2 separate regions of the Mus musculus genome follow, and region 2 is linked to region 1. A link is a contact called in public HiChIP or PLAC-seq data. All regions are on one chromosome and are shown on one strand. Each heading gives the region's core, a stretch centred on a gene start, on an enhancer-like site or on the middle of the called end of the contact. The rest is flanking DNA. Distances are from core to core; before and after follow the strand shown. Region 1 overlaps Nufip1 (nuclear fragile X mental retardation protein interacting protein 1). Region 2 has its middle 45 kb from the start of Lacc1.

Region 1 (6,793 bases), core at 1,910-4,409:
ATTGCAGGGCCTGATTATGGGACTCTTAGTCCCATAACTCAGAAGGCAGAGGCAGGCAGATCTCTCTTGAGTTTCAAGGCCAGCCTGGCCTTTGGAGTGCTGGGACAGCCAGGGATACTTAGAGAAACTTTGTCTTAACAAAGTAACAGCTTAACCTGAAGCTAAAATCTCAGGAATAATATCAGAGGAGGTCAGGAGAGGGAAATGACAAGCTGAGGTGGGTAGATGCATATATGTGGCAACTCAGCTGACACTAAGAAAAGATACCTAGAGTGTTGAACTGAGTAAGTGCAGACTGTGTTCCCAGCACTTGGAAGGCGGATGCAGGAGGATCAGAAACAGAGAACGAGCCTCAGCCACATACTGAGTTTGATGCCAGCCAGGACCGCAAGAGACTCTTGTCAAAAAAAAAACAAAAAAAAACAAAAGGCGGGGGAAAAAAGGCACAATAAAACTTGTCCAGATCACCAATAAAAATAAGAAAAAAGCACCTGGCCTGGAAACACGTGCTGTTAGTCCGAGCACTTGGGAAGCAGATGAGACGCAGCTAGATTGCTTGTGAGTTCAAAGTTAGCCTGGTCTACAGATTGAATCTAGGACAGCCAGGGATACTCACAGAGAAACGCTGTCTCAAAAAACCAACCAACAAACCAACTAAACAAACAAACAAATAGAAAAAGCAGGACTCAACCAATCTAAGATGCTGGAATCCAAACAAGCTCTTTCCGGCTACTGTGGCGTGAGTAAAGCCTCGCATGAGGCCTGCAGGAAACACTCCCAGGATATAGAGCAGGGGCCAGGGCTTGGGAGACGGAGCTGCAGAGCTACACAAATTGTAGCTTTGAAAAGGACAAGGGCTTCCAGTGCACGAGAAGCCTTAAGTCCACAGCCAAGTTCTCCCATGTGTCCTGGGGGGCCACCAAGTGCCAAGGTCAAGGCTGTGGATTTCTCTGTGGACAGAATGTGCTGGAGAAACTGGTCAGGAAGCACGGATAACCCTTTGGGTGTCTGAAATGAGGTAGCTCTCACAACCCTAGGCTCACACATGGGCACACACGGACACGTGTCCACCACTGACCTCCAGATGTTCTCTGTGGCTGACAGCCACGTGAAAAAATCTACATGGATCTAACCTGGCTGTTACATCTGCCAAGCACTGGCAGAATGTGCTGCCTGTAAACATCTGGGTGCTGAGAGCAGCCCTAGGGACTGAAGTAGGTTTGAAAAACAAAGGAGAAAACAAAGAGAAAAGCATGATACATAGAAAATACAGAACAATGTGATAGGAGATAATTTGAACATTTCAAGAATTTCAATTAATGCTAGCAGATGAAATTCCTCAGGCTGTTCCAAGGCAGGAGTAATGGCTCAGCAGCTCAGAGCATTTCCCAAGGACCCAAGTTCCAGTCCCAGCACCAACTTCCCGTAACTCCAAGGACCTGACAGCTTCTGTCCTCCACACAAGTGGCATATACTCACATACACTTAAAATAAGTAAGTAATTAAGTAAGTAAGTAAATAAATAAATAAATAAAAGCCGGGTGTGGTGGCGTACGCCTTTAATCCCAGCACTCAGGCAGAGGCAGGCGGATTTCTGAGTTCAAGGCCAGCCTGGTCTACAAAGTGAGCTCCAGGACAGCCAGGGCTACACAGAGAAACCCTGTCTCGAAAAACAAACAAACAAACAAACAAAAAAATAAATAAATAGAACTTTTATTACATTAATTGGAAAAAAGGGTTAAAAATATCAAAGATACTAGTGACAAGAGTATTTCAATTATAAAAGGTACAATTTGCCAAGTCATACAGTGCTCTCAGAAATCAATGAGCAAAACCATAGAAATAACAGGTCTGAGTAATTAGCGAGCAAAATACCCAAACCCTTGTATCCCCAAACTGGCAAAGCTCAAATATTTACAAATATTTAACATTTATTCCACAAGAAAAATATACATGATATATTCTACTCATTTGTAAATGTCAAACAAAGTTATTGTTAAAAATAAAGATAGGGGCTGGAGAGATGGCTCAGTGGTTAAGAGCACTAACAGCTCTTCTAGAGGTCCTGAGTTCAATTCCCAGCAACCACATGGTGGCTCACAACCATCTGTAATGGGGATCTGATGTCCTCTTCTGATGTGTCTGACAGCTACAGTGTACTCATATGAATAAAATATATGTATCTTAAAAAAAAAAAAAAAAAGCTGGGCAGTGGTGGTGCACGCCTTCTTTAATCCCAGCACTTGGGAGGCAAAGGCAGGCGGATTTCTGAGTTCGAGGCCAGTCTGGTCTACAGAGTGAGTTCCAGGACAGCCAGACAGCCAGAGCTATACAGAGACCCTGTCTAGAAGAAAACCAAATAAAATAAAATAAAATAAAATAAAATAAAATAAAATAAACTGGGCAGGGAGATGGATCCTCTGACCCATCCTTAATGCTTTCTATACAAGCGTTAAGACCCAAGTTCAAATTCCCACGAAGTATATAACAAGCTGGGCGTGGCCACACTCAGGCCTGTTAACACCAGTGCAGCACTGGAACACACAGGAGGATCTGGGATTACTGGCTAGCAGGCTAGCTGCAGCCTCGACCCTCCTCTATCCTCCAAGTGCTTATGATCACACACACACACACACACACACACACACACACACACACACACACACACGACAACCAGTCTGTAATCCTCACTGGAAAGACAACAGATTCTAGATCAAAAGCCTGTCGGATGCAGCCAAGTCAGAACTCAGAAGTGCGGTTTTAGTCTTAAATACATCTATTACAACACCACGCAAATGAGCTGCTGAGGTGGCACACACACACCTTTTATTGCAGCACTTGGGAGGCAGAGACAGGTCCATTTCTGTGAGTTATAGGCTAGCCATGGCTACACAGTAAGACCCTGTTTCAAAGAAAAAGATAGAAAAAGAAATAAATGGTGAAAGTAAAATGATTCATATCCAGATATACTTGTTAATTGTTATTATTCTCTGAAATACTGAAATGTAGTATTTCATGCAGGCATCTGTGATCCACTTATAAACTCTAAGCTCGTGGAATTCTTGTGCTATTGTGAACCGCTGACTCACTGTACGTTACAGATCAGCTAGGCTGTTGAGGCCCTTCTTCCTAGATGAACTGCATTGAGAATCACAGCAGGGAACTTACAAAGGGTAAGCAAGCAGTTTCTAAAACTCAAGGAAGACCTACTCAATTTTCCACCTATACCACAAACAACTTGTACCCCACAGCTAAGCACACAACAGAATGACAAGAGCACAGAATGACGGGGCACAGTAGCTTTCCCAAGTAAGGTAAAGTTAACTGGGAAAATGGGATGAACCAGTACAACTGGTCTGGGAATTGACTGATCCTGAATCTTTTTTTTTTTTTTTTTAAGATTTATTTATATGTAAGTACACTGTAGCTGTCTTCAGACACTCCAGAAGAGGGAGTCAGATCTCTTTACGGATGGTTGTGAGCCACCATGTGGTTGCTGGGATTTAAACTCTTGACCTTCGGAAGAGCAGTCGGGTGCTCTTACCCACTGAGCCATCTCACCAGCCCGATCCTGAATCTTTATCTGTGATCAGTGATGCCGGGCATTCTAGGGTCCTGGAGAGGCCAGGGCTAACACAAAGCAGTTTCCCCTTTTGTCTTGCAAATAAGATCTACAAACTTCAATAATCTAATATCAGATAAAATTGATTTTTCAACTACAGTAACAGACTGGTTTTTCAGAATCCTAGCCTCTCTACCTGTCAAAAGGTAGAAGTGGGACTAGAGAGGTGGCTCAGTGGTTAAGAGCACCGGCTGCTCTTCTAGAGGATATGGGGTCAACTCCCAGTACCCACATGGCAGCTCCCATCTCTCTGAAACTCATCTCAGGATACCTGAGGGCCTTGTCTGATCTCCAGACACTAGGCACACACATGGTGCATAGACATAGATGCAGGTAGAATCCACGTACATGAAATAAAATAATAATTTTAAAGTGGAATGCTAATATAATGGTGGAAAACCTGATCCCATGGCATCACAGGAGACAAGGTCTCAATAACTCGTCAGTTGGGGGGGGGGTTTGGGAGGGAGGGACATATGACATGAAAACAGGGGACTGTTTGGGGGGCAGGCAGGACTGAGGAAGTCAGTATGATAAAGTGTCATAGCAGAAGCTGAATCTTCCTGATTAATTTGATGTTTATTTTTGAGTTTTTATTTATCATTGTCTTAGTTCAGGTTTTACAGCTGTGAACAGACACCATGACCAAGGCAACTCTTATAAGGACAACATTTAATTGGGGCTGGCTTACAGGTTCAGAAGTTCAGTCCAGTATCATAAAGTGTCCTGGCCCGTGGGACAGTCTAACAGGGTCTGATGAACCACCTGTGGAGAGAATGAGAGGCGAGAAACACAAGGACGGACAGCAAGTCTGATTGATCAAGCTGTCAAATTTTTATTATTCCCAGGCAGGTTTTATGCCCACAGAAGCAGGATATGGGGAGGGGGGTGATGCAGAATCGCTTTGTTTCTGGGGGAAACACACCTGTTCCCAAAAGCAGGATATTGGTAAAAAGTCAGCAGGGGAAACAGAACAGAATGGGTTGCTAGGTACCTGTTCTTAACTGGGGGTAGTACTTTCCCACAGAGGCCTCAACTTCTTCCCACAGAAATCTCATATTAATCTCTAAGCTAGTACTCGTCCACTAAGGCCAAAGCTTTGTGAGTAAGCACTTACGGCTGACGAGGCAGTTAACAAACAGGGTCGCTCCCAACAATAAAGGTGGGAGCATGGCAGCATCCAGGCAGGCATGCTGCAGGAATTGCTGAAAGCTCTACATCTTCATCTGTAGGCCTCTAAGAGAAGACTCCCTTCCAGGCAGCTAGTGTCTAAAGCCCAGCCCACAGCGACACACCTACTCTAACAGGGCTATACCTCCTAACAGTGCCATTCCCTGGGCCAAGCATATACAAACCATCACAATCATCATAGGTTTGCATACATGTGTTGTGTTGTATACATGTGTGTATATATGTATTTGTGTATAATGAGTGTGTACACATGTGTGTGCGTGCACATATGTATGTTTGTGTGTGTGAGAGACAGAGACAGACAGACAGAGCAGTCATGGAGGTCAAGGGTACAACTCTGTGGAGTTGGCTCTCTCCATTTTTATGTAGGGTTTTTGAGACAGAACTCGGTGTCAGGCTTGTGTGTAAAGTGCTCTACCCACTGAGCCTCTTTAAAATACTACCCTTGGTCACTGTTAAATAACTCTTGAATTGAAACAAAATATATCTCCCTTATATATATCTGGCTAAATCAAGCATTTTAAAAAGCTTTCCCTATTACCCAGTATCTTCAACTCTTAATTAACTCAACCACAGTCTTCCTTCCTTACATGACAGCAATATGGAAAATAAATAAATAAATAAATAAATAAATAAATAAATAAGGTATTCCCAGCAAATGCTACACAGCCAGCTTCTTCAACTGTGGATGTGTGCAACTGCGTGGCAACAGTAAAAGGCAGAAATGCACAATGACCACAAGTCAATTCAAAATCCAATGTGCAATGAATCTAAAGTGATTCTGGCTGCACACGCTGGGGCTGTGTCCTGTGACTTCGCTGTGGCTTTAAGCCTGAGCACACACTCCGCACTGCGCCTACCATCACACTACAAATGGCACCTCAAACCTAAGCTCAGACTCCAGACAGCTGTAGGTCTGTGAACTGCAGCCTCTCTTACGACGTCGTCTTCTGCTCTCACGGTTTGGCTATAGAAAACCAAGACTTGTAATATTTGCCTCTTGCTATGCTTCACACGTTCATATCAAATCAGTGTATGATTAGGCTCCATGGTGTTTGATTTTAAAAACTGCTGTTTGCACTGCTGACTTGAGCATCAAAAAACAAAACAAAACAAAACAAAACTCCTTATAATTTTGGCTTGAGATTAGGACAGAATTTCCATCAATTTCTAAAATGGCATCTTACATTATTCTGCCATTTTGCAATACATACTTATACAAAAGCAGTGTTTCAACATTAACAATTACAAAATCAGTCAACTCTGGAAAAGTCTGAAGATGTTCTACGTCCTGCAACATCAACCTCAGCCAAGATGTAATTCTTAAATGAAAAAAACGAAACAGGATCATTCACCTGATTGGTATGCAAATATGCTTCTCTTTAATAAATGAAATTATATGCACACCAAAGAATTATATTAAAGTCATTTCCTTTACGGCTTTCTATCAGTAACGTTTGATTTGTATACCAGTCTACCAGTGACATTTGATTTGTATACCTGTCTACCAGTGACGTTTGATTTGTATACCTGTCTACCAGTGACGTTTGATTTGTATACCTGTCTACCAGTGACGTTTGATTTGTATACCTGTCTTGTTACTTATCTAAGCCTGGGGTCATACAGAGATTCCTTGGACAAAAGGAGGTCACTAGTGGAAAGCTTAAGAACCCCATTCAGCGGGGCCTGGAGAGATGGCTCAGCGGTTAAGAGCACTGGCTACCCTTCCAGAGGTCCTGAGTTCAAATCCCGGTAACCACATGGTGGCTCACAACCATCTATAAGATCTGATGCCCTCTTCTGGCACACAAGTGTACATGCAGAGAAAGCACTGATACATAAACAAATCTCTTTAAAAAAAAAAAAAAGCCTACTCAGTTACCTCCCACCCCCCAATGACACAGACACACTATGTAAAAAAGACCAGCTATGCATTTATTTGCATAAAGCCTGAGGACAGACTTAAAATCCAACATGACG
Region 2 (6,793 bases), core at 1,791-4,290, 850 kb before region 1:
TCATGTTGCTTGCTTGGAGTCCGGATTTTGGCCCTTTCCACATACAGTTAGGGTAAGACTACTGCATGCCAGTATCAAGTCACTTTTTCTTTCCCTCTCCCCAGAAGGACCATGCCCAAGTTGGCTCAGTACTGGCTGTCTGCCTTGGTGTAGTGAATTCCAGAAGACCAGGCTAGACTCTGAACATTGTTTGCCTTCCTTGAACCTGAGCATTGGAGCTGGGTTGGACCTTATTTCCCAGTTGCTTTCACTGTAAAAGCTGTTACAAACATTTCAGTAGATCGCTGATAGAATAAAACTAGGAAAAAATGTGCATGGCTCAAGTTCTGCTTCCATAATGGCTCAGAGAGTGATTTACATAATCTATAGGAGATGAATATCTTTGGAGAATGTTGTCTTCTTACTACTTTTAATTTTTATTTTGTTTTTAACTATTTACTTATGTATTTTTGAAGCAAGGTCTTGCTTTGTAGCCCTGGCCTATCCAGAACTTGATATGTAGCCCAGGTTGGCCTCAAGGAGGAGATAATCCTCCTGCCTTTGCCTCTGAAGTGCTGGGATCGCAGGCATGCACCACCAGACCTGGGTTCTTAATACTGACATATGGTCAAACATATTTATGGATTGTAGTTTGCTATTGCAGGTATGTGTAGAATGTATAATGATCAAATAAAAGTGGTGACTACTTCTCCCCTTTTATCATTTCCTGAAGCGTTTGAATTTGTCTTTTCTAGTTCTTCATAGAACATATAATAGATTGAAGGGATGTCTAGCCTTTTGATGTTGTGTCACAAATGATGTCATCTATAAAGTTCATGACTGAAAACCATTAAATAAAATTACAAAAGAAGAAAAATGAAAAAACAAAAAAGCAACTTCTCATAAGGTTTCGAGTAAGTTTTCATGGTGAATCACATTCATAGTTACCCTGAAGCCAATGCAGTCCGCGGGCTTTAGGTTGGGCACAGTGTAAAACAAACTTGCCTCCTGGCACTTTAAAACACTGTGAATTATTCTTCCCATCTAACTGCTTGTGTCCGGTATCTAACCTTCTTTATTTCTGCTCCCTTTCCTAGGCTCTAGTAACCACTGTCTACTCTTCTTGAAGCCTAATATTCTATCATTCAAGATATATAGTATTTGTCTTTCTGTGCCTGGTTTATGTCATTAAGTATAAAGTCTTTTGGTTTGATCCATTTTGTTGCAAATGACACAATTTCCTTCTTTTTTGTAACTGAATAAGATCCAGTTGTACATAAGTCTCTTAATATATGCTGGTGGATATACCTGTGTTGATTACCAATCTTGGCTATTTGGAGTAGTGCTGCAGTAAACACGGGGGCGGGGGTGTCAGTTACACCCTTTGGATATTTATTCAGGAGTGGGATAGTTGAATCCTATGAAAATCAGAAATGGAGTCTCAGGTTTGCCTGGCTTCTGAGAATGCCATCATTTTTACAGTAGGAGGCAAGGCAATAGAATATTTTAGAATAGCATCTCCGTAAGTACATAAGTAGGCCATAGATGTATGGTACCAGGTCTAGCAAGAATTGAAACACTTCAAGCTCAGTATGGTGGCATGTATCTATAATCCTAAGCACCGCAAGGCTGCGGCAGGAAGATGGCTTTAAATTCAAGGCCATCTTGGGCTACATAGTGAGTTCCGGGATAACCTTGGCTATAAAGAAAAAGCTTCTAGTGTTTGTTAACTGAAGACTGCCCACACTCCAGAACCAGCCTGCCTTCTGCAGCTCAGCCAGCAGTCACATCATCACCAGCCACCAACACCACGCATTTCCACTGTCCTTGTGGGGTGCATACCCTTTATGAAACCCATGCTGCACAGCTTGCCCTCTTCTTGTCCATCCTCAGTCTGAGGCAGCCATTCATTCTCTCCACCACCCACCCCAATAAATCTCCTGCGCTGGGTCCGTTCTGTGCTGTGATCTTTGCGACATTCCTTGCCCTCTGATTGCCTGCAAATCCCTAATACCTAGTTGAAAGAAAACTATGCATCCATTAGCTATGCATGTAAATAAATGCATCTATATGTATACATGCATGTGTATATGTTTTACTGTTCTATATATTCTTTGAAAGAGATAAATAAATGGAAAATGTTATTGGCCTTGTTCCTTTGGATCAAAGATTTCTTTTTTATCATGACATAAATCACTTGATACAGATAAAGAGCCAGAGTAATTTCAGAGGAGAATGTTCAGCCTACTTCTATGCTAATAATGGATCCTACCTCATGGCTATTTTTGAAAAACTCCTCAGCCTGTTTAAAAAGGCTGGAATTTATCAATTTGAATATTTCCATGACACCAGCTTTATATTTCTCCATCTGAACTTCACATAATTGCTTCTGACTAGAAGATAGGTAATTTGCCTAGCTTCTTTATTTAAAAAAAAAAAATCAAAAACCAACAAGGCAAAATGTGGAGAGTTTCCAAGATTATTTCTATTCTTTTCTTTACCTTGTTAAAGCTAAACTACTTAAATAGCCAATTCCAACTAATATCTATTCTCTTAACTATTCTGAAAGTTTGTAGGATTGTAGTTTTTTTTTTTTTTAATTGGGATCTACAGAAAACTTGTGTAACTTACACTACCTTCTCTTAGAAGTTGCATCCTGGGCTGGAGAGGTGGCTTAGCGCTTAAGAGCACCAACTGCTCTTCCAAAGGTCCTGAGTTCAAATCTCAGCAACCACATGGTGGCTCACAACCATCCTAACAAGATCTGACACCTTCTTCTGGAGTGTCTGAAGACAGCTACAGTGTATTCACATATAATAAATAAATAAATCTTTAAAAAAAAAAAAAAGAAGTTGCATCCTTTTTTTTTTTTTTTTTTTTTTTTCAAGACTCAGCCATGTCTCTCCCATAAAGACTGAATTGTTTTGCAGGTTTCCTACTTTGGAGTATTCTATCAAATTTCCTTCAAGCTGTTGATTCAATCATTGCACCCTGCATTGTAAGTATGAGTCAACTAAACTTATCATAATGTCTTCCTTCTCTTTATTTTGAGGAATTGGATTAGCATGCTAATGGATTTCTTTTCTGTGAGTCAGCCTTATTATTTTTATGGTGAAAGTTCCTGCTTTGTTTGGACATCTCTGGATTTAATTTCATTGATGAATGGTGGTTGAACTTTTCTTTCCCTTGCATGAGATCCTTTGTTTTGTCCTTTCCTTTTCTCTTTCTTCCTATGTAGGAGTCCCATGCTATTGCTCATCTCTGAAAGATAGTTCACACATTGTTCAGGTATATAATTCCAGCTTCCTTTGTCCTACAGTATGAAAAAAAAAACCCAACAACAATTAGATTAAAAGTCTTTGAAAATGAATGCAAGAGGTTGAGAGAAATAACCTGAATTTTCTAAGAACTTTCAGTATGTGAGCATCAGAACCAGACCCCAAAAGCTTTCCCTCTGATCTCAGGTTCTTTTGTTGTGGGTTGTGTTGTCTCTACGTTGAAGGAGAACAATGGCTGGGAGACAAAAGGCAAAGGAAGATCTTCCAGTATAGATACTGCCTTTCCCTTGGGTCACTGAGAGTCCATTGGTATTCTAAAGGAATGACATTACCATTTTTATCAATCATCCATTAATTACATATGCTGCTATGGGCATGTAGGGATGCAGATACCAACCGATATTTACTGAACAAAACCTTGTCCAGGAACTTGCCATATCATCTAATTTCTCACTATTATCTTTTAAGAGGATAACTGCTAATCTCATTTTCCAAACAAACAAAGAGACACAGAAATAAAATGACTTCCCAAAGCCATAAAGCTAGTAGTAAATATGTAAGTTCAAGAACTCAGGTGACCCTAAATTCATTTAATTTTTATTGTATAACAGAGCATGTTCATTAACACCTTTACATGTGCCCAAATGTCACATGTTATCTGATCCAAGTTCTACAAAGCACTTAGAGTAGATATATCTGTAGACCTAGAAAGTAGCTTAACAGTGCTTCTGCCCAGGGTAGAGAGAAAGGTCATGTCTGAGAATGGGCACATTCCTTTTTGTAAGCAAAGACACAGTGAAACCACAAAAGTAAACTGCTCTGTGGGTTGGTTGAAAGAAAGGTTTACTGGTGACCAAGCAGCCAATGCTATCTCATAGGAAGGGGAGGCACAGGAAAAAGCAAAATGGAAGGAAGAAAGAAAGAGAGAGAGAGAGAGAGAGAGAGAGAGAGAGAGAGAGAGAGGAGAAGAGACCATGACAAGGAAGTAAGCTCAGGAAGGAATTTGACATTAGAGCATGACAAAAGAGTAAGTTCAGGCAGGGACCTGACATTGGCCAAGGACAAGGAAGTAAGAATCTGGTTTTAGGGTAGAACAAAGAAGTAGGCTCAGATATCTTGATCATCCTTAGAAACAGCCGGAGTGATCACGGGGCTTTGTGTTTATTGTCTTGCTTGTTCCTTGACTATTGTCTTTCTAGTTGCTTATTGTACTGCTCACCCTTAATACTTGCATGTAATTAAAATGGTATAAAAAGCAGATTGGGAAAATTAAATTTGCCTTCAGTCTCAGAATTGATGGGGGTCATGCTACAGTGTTATCTAACTGTCTTTTTTCATTTCCCCCCCCCCTTTTTTTTTTAAAGATAAGCATCTATTTTCTTTTTTTTCCCAATTTTTATTAGGTATTTTCTTCATTTACATTTCAAATGCTATCCCAAAAGTCCCCCATACCCTCCCCGCCTCCTACCCACCCACTCCTCACTCCCGCACTGGAGAACCTGTTGACTGACTGAGCAGGCTTGGTCAGAGACACCTTAGGTAACAAACACACAACACCAGAAAAGAAGCCCTTCATGTTGTATTGTAGTTAAAATGCTTCATGTATAGAGCAGAGAAGGAATATTGGCAGGAGAGAGACAGACAGACAGACATTGGGTTATATATAAAACCATACCCATAAGAGTAAGTATGGAATTCTCAGTAGAAACTCTTAAAAGCCAGGAGGCTCACAATACTGGGCTTTAATCTCTGAAAGATAATGTCAACCAAAATTACTTTACCCAGCAAAACTATCCTTCATAATTGAAAGAGAAAGAAATACATTTCCACAATAAACATACAACAAAGAAATGTATAATCTCCATACCAGCAGAATGCCTGGAGGAAATGTATACAGTGAAGATAAAGACATCTATGAGTTTACAAGGCAGAATTAAACTCTACAAGAAGACTAAATATAAAAGATGATGATTAGGAAAATATCAAATACTACAAAAAATGGATGACTGGTTACAGCTCCACAATACACCTGAACATTAGTAATCTCAATTCTTCAATAAAATGATACAGACTAGCAGGTTGTATTAAAATTCAAGATCCAGCCATTTCTTGCCTGCAAGAGGTATTTGTTTTCCCTCACTGGTGAAAATGAACAGAGCTTTACAGTAAAAGGATGGGAGAAGGCATTCCATGAACAGAGAACCAGGAAGCAAGCAGCTATCAGTGTACTGAGGTCATCATACACAGCAAGCTTCGAGCCAACAGCAGTGAGGAGAGAAAACAGCTACTTCATATTGATCAAGGGAACATTTCACTAAGATGATACAGCAGCTCAGTATGTGTTTACTAGATTTCAGCAATCCACTTTCATAAAATAAACAGGACTGTATGTTAAGACACAGATCGGCCTTAACGTAGCTGTAGTGGGTGACTTCAGTACCCCATTTGCTCCAATATATGAACTATGAAGACAAAAAAAATTAACAGATAAGCATTAGAGTTAAACAACATTCTATATCAAATGGACCTAAAAAACCATCTATAGAACAGACTACCAAATATTTCAGAATGCTCATTCTCACCAATGCATGGGAGTGTTCTTTCTCTAAAATAGGCTGTATTTTAGGTCATAAATCAAATCTTAACAAATACAGGAACATTGAAATGATTTTTGGTATTCTATCTAATCACAGTAAATAAAACTAGAAACCAACAGCGAGAGAAACCACAGAACTTTGTGCAAACGCATGGAAATTGAACAGCACATTATTAAATGAGGAACAAAAAAAATGGGGAAACCTCAGGGAATCTTACATCTTCCTCTGGCCTCCACAGGCACCCACACTCATGTACATACACCCCCACACATGCACAAAATTAAAAAGAAAATATCTTTTAAAGGAGAAAATAAAACAAACCCAGAAAATCCTCATAGAAACACAAAAGACCCCAAATGGGCAAAGCAATCCCAATTAAAAGCAGCAATACTGGAATCATCACAGTATCTAATGTCAAATTACACTACAGAGCCATAGTGACCAAAACACAGCTGAGACAACAGGGAAAAAAGACACACAGCTACAGCTACTTGGTTTCTGATGAAGATGCAATAAAACCTATATGGGAGAAAAGACAGACTCTTCGATAAATGATGCTGCAAAACTTAGTCCTCTCACTCAACAGATAACAAATCAATAATAAATAGATCAAATGACTTCATGTACAATCTGAAACTCCAAAAGTGTCAGAGAAAAGCATGTCAGGCGTTAAACACAGCCAAGGACCAAGAGAGGGCATTCACTCCTTCCGTTCTCCTCAGAAAAGGGCAGGTCTCCCACAGATATCAACCAGCCTGGCCACATGAAATTGCAGTAAGAACAGGCACATCTTACTTACAGATCCGGAAGCAAAACCAAGGATTGACCAATGGAATTGCATGAGATTAGAAAGCTTCTGCAAAGCAAAGAAATAACAGAGAGGAGGCAGTCTACAGAATGGAAGGATGCCTCTCCACTCTGCATCTGACAGACGATTAC

The links. HiChIP or PLAC-seq counts read pairs in DNA pulled down with a chosen protein or histone mark.
Region 2: an H3K27ac HiChIP or PLAC-seq map of embryonic stem cells shows a contact between it and region 1, with 5 times the contacts expected there. The contact joins two enhancer-like sites. A contact is called at or near these places in 1 of 39 promoter capture datasets (second pharyngeal arch cranial neural crest), 12 of 484 Hi-C or Micro-C datasets (the STO cell line, astrocytes, cardiomyocytes and 6 more), 2 of 115 datasets of contacts at active chromatin or transcription factors (both in embryonic stem cells) and 1 of 9 other capture datasets (embryonic stem cells).

The regions. Positions count from the first base shown.
Region 1 is chr14:76,135,022-76,141,814 of GRCm38.p6, reverse strand. It overlaps Nufip1 (nuclear fragile X mental retardation protein interacting protein 1), which reads right to left. Exons shown (of 10, transcript NM_013745.5): 10 at 4,436-6,793. Among named protein-coding and RNA genes, the nearest start is that of n-TEttc6, 14 kb to the left of the region's middle. Within about 2 kb of position 3,159, at least 4 of the 459 cell types and tissues checked have an H3K27ac peak or open chromatin away from gene starts, as enhancers often do. A contact at or near this core is called in embryonic stem cells, where this site is marked.
Region 2 is chr14:76,988,103-76,994,895 of GRCm38.p6, reverse strand. No RefSeq gene overlaps it. Among named protein-coding and RNA genes, the nearest start is that of Lacc1, 45 kb to the left of the region's middle. Within about 2 kb of position 3,040, at least 12 of the 459 cell types and tissues checked have an H3K27ac peak or open chromatin away from gene starts, as enhancers often do. A contact at or near this core is called in embryonic stem cells, where this site is marked.